Linked DNA regions of Mus musculus: regions 2 and 3 are each linked to region 1. A link is a contact called in public HiChIP or PLAC-seq data. All regions are on one chromosome and are shown on one strand. The core of a region is the stretch at or near the end of the contact, and the rest is flanking DNA. Distances in the headings are between cores, read along the strand shown. Region 1 has its middle 6.3 kb from the start of Gm40110. Region 2 holds the start of Ngf (nerve growth factor). Region 3 overlaps Ngf (nerve growth factor).

Region 1 (2,990 bases), core at 206-2,705:
CTCTCATGTATATCCCTTCAGCTCTGCTGGCACACCTTAGAATGTATTATATTGTATTATTCCCCAAATAACTTCCTAGACAGTCAGATAACACCCATAGCTGGTTGTAGTAGGCTGCCACTCTGATTACCTGAGTTCCTGAACATAATGCATACAGGTCTACAGGCTCCAAAGATGGTGAGGTAATAAAATGTCACCTGAAATAAAGAGGACTCAAATGGGGTCTTAGAATCCTATGGTTCAGAAAGCTCATTATCATGTTTACTTAATGACCTTGGACTGACAGCATCAATGAGAAAAAAAAGTAGCCTATTGGAAGAAAGAAACCTGGGAGGAAGCCAAGAACTCAAAGAAGTAAGATGACAGTCAATTCCCAGCACTGGATGTGGGAGCTGAGAGAACTTCTCGATCCCTCCTCTACACTTCCCTCTATCTCTGTGCTTCCACTCTTGAGCAACATGCAGGTCAACCCAGGATGACAGACTAGATTCCAACACTCTTGCCTGGCATTACAGCATCCACAGACAGCAGAATTCTTTCTGGAGATAAGACCAGTGCACAAGAGAGCCCTTTTCACTCAGGCCATGGGGCAATATCCAGCAAAAGGAAGATGCCCAAGGCTTTAAGACATATTTCTTTCAGTTGGAAGATACATTTCTGCAGCGAGAATTTTGGTTTCTTAAAAAACAAACAAACAAACAAACACCCGCAGAATATACGTATGTTTTTGTTTTAATCCCAGGTATGGTGATATGGGCTGCTTCACAGCAGGTGACTGTGATTTGCCTTGTGCTCTAGCAAGGGCGTGGTTTTGCCAGCTGCAGATGATTTCTGTGAGTGTGTGACATTTGAAATTCAGGGGACTTTTCAGAGGATATACAAATGCTAGAGCCACCCCCTTCCCCATAGAAGGGGCTGCTGCTGGTTGGCCGGTTGGTAGGTGGTTGCTGTTAGGTGCAGTTTGTTGAGGTTTGTCAAGTCATGTATGAAGGGACGAAAAGAAGAAATTAGATACCCGGACAGCAAAAATCAAACTTGCCCCAAGGAACTCAACACCCCTAGGTATCAAGGAGTCAAGGAGTAATCTAACCATGTCATCACCCCCTTTTCCCTCTGACTTTTTTTCTCTCCTACCTAATGTTAAGGGATTGAAAGTGTGGAAGGAGAGGGGTGGAGACAGGTGGGAAAGAAAAAGAATCCACAAAATGGTAAAAAGCCCAATTACACACTTCTTCATGTCTGTCATTTTTAGCAACATCTTGAAAGGTGGGTTTTCACATCAACACAAAGAAATCTGTCTGGTAAGGCTCAGCACAGATCTGGTATTTGTCCCCACAGTAGGCTTCAGCAGTGCATCAGAATGGCATGGAGGAAGTGCCCTAGCCCAGTCCTGAGGCCCCAGTCCAGCCTGTGGATAAACAGTGCAGGCTGGAATGCTGCTGCTAACCCCACGTGCCTGGACTGATGGCCATGTGGAAACCCCTGACAGCACTTTCCTGTGAGAGACCTGGGCTCTGGGGAGGCGCAGCTTCCTGCTGTGTCACCGTGATGTGACCACGAGAGTGGGAACGGGGCCCAGGAAAACTTCCTTCTGGACTGGGTCGACCCTTGTGCAGAATACTGGCTCAGTGCTGAGCATTTTTTCCCTGAGATAGCAAGGCCTCTGTCATCCTGTCCAGAGAAGCCTGGCTGGCCACTGCCCTGCCAGTATCTATCTTACTGTACCCCTGAGACTCAGGGTTAAGCATCAGCCAATCATAGGCCCTCTCTGTGCCCCTGGTCAAAGGGACCAGATTTAGAAATCTGGTGACTCAGGTACATGGGAATTTGAAGGTCACTCATGCTATCAGGAAATCAAATTTAAAAAAATCTCAATTTTATTACAAAAAAAAGTTAATAAATTGCCTGTCAAACAGTAAAATTGTCTTGATTTCTTTTCTTACTACTTTACTGCAGTTTCCAAATTTTTGTATTATTTATATACTGGAAGAGTAATCTTTATTAAAGAAAAATGTATAATAGTAATTAATTAATTTAATTTAATGTTGCTATCCAAGGGACTCCAAAAAGGACTGCTAGTGAAGCCCTACAGCTTAGCATGTGAAGGACTTGGTCCTGGATCTTTCATTTATCCTGGCTACAACCTCCTAAAATTATCTATCATTCACCGAGAGGTTGGGAATTATTCTGTTATGAAATCCCTGCATCTTACTAAGTGAACCATTTTTCTTATACTCACGCATGATACAAGATAAAATGCTTGTTATTGTGGCATGATAACATGCTGCCATCGAGCCATTTACTGACCACTAATGGATCTTAGCCAAGTGCTTGGTTTTGGTGCTGAACATACATCTAAAATCTATTTAATTTAATTAATAAGGGAACCTATATGTGGCTATAGTATTAGTTCAGGGTCATATTTATGGCCTTTGATCCTATCTTGATCATTTTTTCAACTCGATGATGTAGGTGACTACTTAACTTTGGCTTTTATTGCCTGTAAACTAGGGGTAATACCTAGTTTACCTACTCGATAAAGCTTGGATGAGACACTTCAATGAGACACTCCTAGCAATGTGCTTAGCATGAAGCCTGGCTAAGAGGACAGGATCTGGCTATGCTTTATATTAGGGAGTGGAACATCTGCAATAGCGCCCCTGTCTTTACAGATGAAATTTTAACCACATATAGGTCTCTATCTACATGAACAGTACGTGTATTCCATGCTTCCTGACCAAACTACCCTTGAGGTCTCACTTTTTGCTTAATCCTTATGATTAGGATTCTAAGGGGAGAATGCTGGAGGACACTGTTAGCCAGTCAGATGGCAGAAACCTGACAGTGTACTCATGGCTGTGTATACCACCTATGAGACCCACATCTGTGTCACCTCACATACTCTATGGGGTATCTTTGGCACATACTCCATAGAGTGCACAGAAGAGCTGAAGTGATCAGAAAGTATGGTAGCCTAAGGAAAATATCCT
Region 2 (2,895 bases), core at 105-2,604, 100 kb before region 1:
TATAACTGAGTTTCAGGAGTTCGAGACCCTGAGGAGACGTTATGGATGGGACCTCTGTGGCTAGTTCTGAGTTTGCAAAGTTCAGCTGGCCATGCCTATGGGGAGAGTAGACTGGTACTGCCAGAGAGGACTCTGGGAGGATGGGGGCAATACATCAAATGGCTTTTCTCCAGGGTTTCCATTGGCCTCCCATGATAGATGGGGGCAGAGGCACCCAGGAGAGCAGTATTTTTGGTCTGCAGCTGGGAACGTGCACTGAGTTTTCCTTAATACCCACAGCACCCAAAAGACTTCGTAGTAATACACTTTAACGCACGAAAGACCCATAAATTATCCTTCAAACTGCACAATTTCCAGTCTGGAACAACTTGGAAAAACCAGCCTAACAAGCAGGCTCTTCTTGACTCTCTGAAGTAAACCTGATGAGAAAGGTCAAGCCAAAAATCACCTTCCTTATGAATCTCAGAAAGTTTTAGGAAAGCAAGAGCATTGTAATCAAACGGTGCTAAAGACGCCTTATGTTTACATTGGATTCAAGTTTCAACACCCTGACCCCAGAATCCTCTCTCCCTCCCCTGCAGCTTCTCTGCCTGAACCCAAGAGCGACCGCTGCCCTTCCCAATCCCGGGTGCCAGCCTCTGCCACACCTGGCAGCAGACAGCTGAATGTACTGGGTGACCCAAGCAGTAAGGCTATGCCTTGGGATGCCCAGCAGGCCCCACCGAGGACCCTGGTGCTCGGCACTTGGAACCCAAGCTTCCAGAATCAACCCTTGGTACCCACAATATTACACTCTGAACCCTGCTACAAACACCGAGTCTAGATCACCCTGGCTGACAGTCCTCTTACCTAGGAGCAGAGAGGCGCTCTTGGGTCTGTGAGCACTGCCCAGTCGGCGTGCTGTGCACTCGCCCTCTACCGCGCGCGGGCTACTGTTCCGCCACCCCAGCGCGCTCGCAGCGCGCGCATCCCTCACTCCAGGCTCTCTTGAGCGCTGTCCCCTTCTAGCCTGAGAGCTCAGGCTGGGCAATGCAGCTTCTGCAGGCGCCAGTGTTGACTTTGGTACTTCTGGTCATCCAGGAACAGGGAATTTCACGACCAGGGAGACCCTCACTCCCTTCGCTTCCCTTGCGTGCCCACGATCTCGTGTTCCTACATCTACTCGGGACAGTTCTTTCAAGGGTGCGCTTCAGCCCACAAAGATCTAGCTAGACAGGGATCCAAGCACACCGTCCCAGGGAGCCCGGCAACCCCAGTCCGCCGCACCGCGTTGCACCCGTATCGGGGCTCGGCTCAGAGAAGCCTGACTCACCGATGCGCTCCCCTCCGGCTCCAGGCGCTCTCTGCCGTGCTGGAGCACAGAGCTTCTTTAACAGGCTTCCTGACTGTATTTAGCCCCTCCTCCAGGCTCGTCACACCCTCTCCAAATCCTGCCCCCCACTCACCCGACCCCTCCCTCTCTGGCCAACTCCAATCCCAGCCCGCACCTGCTGTGACTAGACCCAGGGGTCCGGGTTGTAAGGGTCCTGGGGACAAGGGATGGATAGCTCCCGAGTTGATGGGACATAGCCAGGAAAAGCCAGTCAGGGAAGAATTCAAAACCCCTGGTTTAGATGAAAATGCATGGTGGGGGGAGGTCACAGATGCAGAGAGAGATTTTCTAGGGCACCAGGCAAGGTAGCTGGCTCCAAACACCAATGGGCAGACAGGCTGAGCAGGGCTGAGTTGATTGGCTGAGTTGGAGTCCCTTTACCTCTTCCCCTGGCTCACTGCCTTGCTAGCCTCCTGGGGTGACTTAGTCTTCTTTGGTGGCCAGGATATCAGGTGTTGCTATCTCTGCAAATCTGAGAGCTGAAGGAACACTGAGAACACCCACAACACCGGAAACTCCTGGATTGGCCAGTGCCAGGGGTTGCTCTGAAACCAGGCAGAAGCAGAATTAACTAGAATGTCAAGACAGAGGTATATCTGCCTGAGGTCAAAGGAAGAGGACCTTAGGTGTTCAGATTACCCCAACTCCCACTCCCACTGCCAGCCTTAGCACTGGCATTGCAGGGGCCTCCCAGGAGAGCTGGTCCCTTGGAAACTGTAGATGGAACTGTGTCTGTATGTGCTCCCTGCGTGTTTCTAGATCTGGGGTCCTAGGGCTTCTGTCGGTTTTTAGGAGTCAGTAAACACAGACCCAGGAGAAAGCCAGGCCTTCTGCACCACCCCAGGGCTCACCTCAATTCTCTCTCACCTCTTTTGTCTACTTACTTATGGTGGGGGGTCCTCAGTTGGCCCTCCAGAATGTCTTGGATCTGATAGATTCAGGAGCTGATGGGGTCTTCCCCGTTTGACCTCCCCTTCCTCTATGGTGTTTACACCTCAGCTTCAAGGGAGAAATATGCCCTAAGTCAGCTTTTTCACCAAATGTGCACTAACAATTGTAATAAAATTCTATGGATTTTGGAAATGAACACACACACACACACACTTGTGTGAAATGACTTACTTCCTTCGGAAAGACATGTTCTATGCCCCACCCCCACCTTCATGAATGCCACAGGAAGGAATGGATGCAGGAAAGTGAGTGACAGAGGGAAGGTAAGGTACGAAGGTGACACCTTAGTCTAGGCAAGAATCATGCTCCATGAAGTTGGGATGGAGTGAGGCCCAGGTGGTCCTTTTTCCCCATTGAAGGTCACGTGGGAAGGAGAGGACCTATTGATGTATTTCCAGTCCTCTGAATTTCAACTTCCCTTTGACTTTGACTTTGTCCCCACACCTACCATCATGCCATTTCAGGTACTCTGGGGAGGATGAAGGAAGAAGAGAGTGAACTTTTTTTTTCCTTGTTAATGCTCTGTGAGGTCCAGGCTGGTGGATGAACACACATTAGGAGTAAAGGTGAGA
Region 3 (2,700 bases), core at 26-2,525, 120 kb before region 1:
GCACTCAAACAAGGCGGAAGGTGGCTGGCAGCCATGGATGACCTATGACCTCGACAGGCATGCTGTGATGTGTGCACACTAGCAGATGGAGAGGCACACACACATAGTACACACATCATTTTAAAATTAGATATTGGTGTTATCTTTGTAAGAAGATAAAAATGAAATATATATTCAATACAGAGGGGGGGAATTATAGCTAAATTTTTCCAGTATCTAGTGTGTTAGCTGTGATAGTAAATATTTTCAATGCATTATCTGACTTAATTCTCACAATAGGCAATACTTTTCACAGAGAGGAAACTAACAAATTCCTTATGGAAATTTCCAGTTCCAATCAATTAGTAAAGCTATCCTAACAACAGTTTACCCAGATTCTGTACTTTTAATATAGAAAAGCCAAAAGAAACTCAAAACAATTTAGACTAAAATGTAAACATCAGAGCGACTGAATTAATTTGTTACCTCTCTAGCATTTTAAGATAAAAAAAAATTCTTGAAGTTAAACTGAAATACTCAAATTGAATACTTTATGTATTTCCACACAACCTCAGAAGATTTTATTGGCAAGTTACAAATTAGATGATTAAATATAGGTTGCTCCATTCACCTTACTGTCTTTCATTCCAGTGCCATATTGATTTCTATTCCAATCCCTCCTATGCAGAGATAACTGCATTTAGGACACGTTGCAGAATTATCTACCACATCCCAGGTGTTATCCAGTAGTCAGCCCTTCTTTGTTCTGAGGTATTCAGCTGCTACTGAGACTATGGTAATGTTGAACCTTCTACATACCATGCTTTTCCTATTCTTATAGCTATGAAAAAGCTTAACATATGAAGTAAATCAGTAGGAGACTAACATAGCTAAAAACAAAATAGAAAATTATAACAGTGATATGTTATGTTCTCTGCCTCCCTCCCTCCCTCCCTCCCTCCTTCCCTCCCTCCCTCTGTCCCTTCCTCCCTTCTCTGTCTATCTGTCTCACCCCCACCCCCATCCTGTACTCACACTTCTTGTGATGCTATGATATAATGCCTGCAAGATATAAAAGATGGGGTAAAGCAAATGACCCAGCAACGCGCCACTTTATTAGGCTTCTCTACACACACTCAAGGCAGTAAATCTGATAATCAATTCAGTCGCCAGGTGACTAACAGGTAGGGGTAAATCCATACAATATGGATACTCCAGGCCGAAGGGATGGCAGGCATCCTGGCAGGATAGAGCAAGATTTTTATCCAGCTACTCAGAGCAGCATGCAATTCACAACTGAGTTGTTTATTTCTGGAATTTTCCATTGAATACTTTCAGTCTGTGGTTGACCACAGATGACTGAAACCGTGGAAAGCGAAAGTAGATCAAGGGGCAAAGGTGCGGCTTTAGCTATCTAGAAGTGTTTTATTTGACAGAGGTCTTGCCCCTCAGACTGTGTGCATGGAGAAGGGAGAAAGCCTTTCTTCCTCGTGCTTGCTTGGTTTAAAAGAAAACCACAGTTGTCAGAGCATTAGAAGATGGAAGCACGGCTCTTGTAATTTTCTGATGGAGCTTGCGTGGAGCCACCATCTGTGTGTAGGGCAGTTCTGAGTGTCGTGCATCTGATTTCAATAAGTGGAAGAATAGTTCCATCCTCCAGCGCATTAGCAGGCAGGCACATCTGCTCTGCCTCATGCCGCAGAAGCCAAGAGAAAGCCTCTCTGGTGAAGCCTGTGGTCCAACTTGACAACAGAAGACAGTAGTTGCTGTTGGATCCTTTCCAATCCCCACGGAGGTCACGTTTTGACCCTGAGCCTTTTGGATCATGGAAGCCAAGCTGGTATTGTTCATTATCATTAGTCGTGTTGTCTTGACCAGAAAAGGGGAAATCTATGAAGTCTGGATGCAGGATTCTCAAGTCTGGAATTCCTCCCACACATGGAAAACAAGCCTCAGTCAAGGAAACAATGTCCCTGTGTTTGTCACCCACTCATTTCAGGATCTGACCATGGAGAAGAATTTACTCTTTATCAGAGTGCTCCTCACCTGGGATTGATGAGCCACGTCACTGAGCCACAGTCAGAGGATGCCAGCCAGGTGAATATGTGGCAATTAAAGAAAAAAAAACCACTCTGGCACTCTGTAACTGGAAATGCATCCCTGGCCTTGGCAGGAGTCCCCCATTTGCTGTAATGTTTGGATAATTATCAGCAATAAGATGTTTTATTGAACAGTATTTGGACAATGAAGACGAAAAGCTAAACATGCTAATTATTTCCATGTCAATAAGAGAAATGTCCCTTCATCTTCAGACCACAAACATTTCAACTGGCCTTAGGCAATACTGTAAAGTTGGTAACAAGAGTGTCTGTCCCCTTTCTCTCTCCAAAGGGTTGCCCCTCTCTCAGACAGGGGCTCCTAAGGTCAGGACCACACAGAATCATCTGGTGGATTAGAAGGATCCTTTCCTCAGATAGGTGCAGTCATGCCAGGGACAGGGTTTGGAGAGTAGACCCTTTTTCATCTCCTTGGCTTAATGCCTTGACAGTCTGCACAACTGTGATCTGCACAACTGTGGGCTTCTAACTCTGTCTCTCCACCATTGATGGAATAATACTTTCCTTCCAGCCCATCCAGCTGACTTCTCAAATGACGGTGTCATCCCGAGGACCAGGAACCTCAAATGACTGTGCTTTGCTGGAAGGGGCAGGGGATGTGCCT

Evidence for each region. HiChIP or PLAC-seq counts read pairs in DNA pulled down with a chosen protein or histone mark.
Region 2: a contact with region 1 is called in a CTCF HiChIP or PLAC-seq map of the NIH/3T3 cell line, with 15 read pairs. The contact joins the promoter of Ngf here to the enhancer-like site in region 1. A contact is called at or near these places in 8 of 39 promoter capture datasets (the 3T3-L1 cell line, 3T3-L1-derived adipocytes, embryonic stem cells and 4 more), 1 of 15 datasets of contacts at CTCF or cohesin (the NIH/3T3 cell line), 14 of 484 Hi-C or Micro-C datasets (the C2C12 cell line, the MC38 cell line, adipose-derived mesenchymal stem cells and 7 more), 6 of 115 datasets of contacts at active chromatin or transcription factors (cardiomyocytes, embryonic fibroblasts, fibro-adipogenic progenitors and 3 more) and 2 of 9 other capture datasets (adipose tissue and liver).
Region 3: a contact with region 1 is called in an HNF4G HiChIP or PLAC-seq map of pancreatic cancer cells. The contact joins two enhancer-like sites. A contact is called at or near these places in 1 of 15 datasets of contacts at CTCF or cohesin (the NIH/3T3 cell line), 3 of 115 datasets of contacts at active chromatin or transcription factors (embryonic fibroblasts, heart atrium and pancreatic cancer cells) and 2 of 9 other capture datasets (adipose tissue and liver).

What each region holds. Positions count from the first base shown.
Region 1 is chr3:102,364,931-102,367,920 of GRCm38.p6, reverse strand. No RefSeq gene overlaps it. Among named protein-coding and RNA genes, the nearest start is that of Gm40110, 6.3 kb to the left of the region's middle. Within about 2 kb of position 1,455, at least 54 of the 459 cell types and tissues checked have an H3K27ac peak or open chromatin away from gene starts, as enhancers often do. A contact at or near this core is called in the C2C12 cell line, the MC38 cell line, the NIH/3T3 cell line and 6 more, where this site is marked.
Region 2 is chr3:102,468,378-102,471,272 of GRCm38.p6, reverse strand. Ngf (nerve growth factor) reads right to left here and starts at 1,354. Exons shown (of 3, transcript NM_001112698.2): 1 at 1,313-1,354.
Region 3 is chr3:102,489,561-102,492,260 of GRCm38.p6, reverse strand. All of the region lies in intron 1 of Ngf (nerve growth factor), which reads right to left. Among named protein-coding and RNA genes, the nearest start is that of Gm46818, 15 kb to the left of the region's middle. Within about 2 kb of position 1,275, at least 62 of the 459 cell types and tissues checked have an H3K27ac peak or open chromatin away from gene starts, as enhancers often do. A contact at or near this core is called in the NIH/3T3 cell line, embryonic fibroblasts and pancreatic cancer cells, where this site is marked.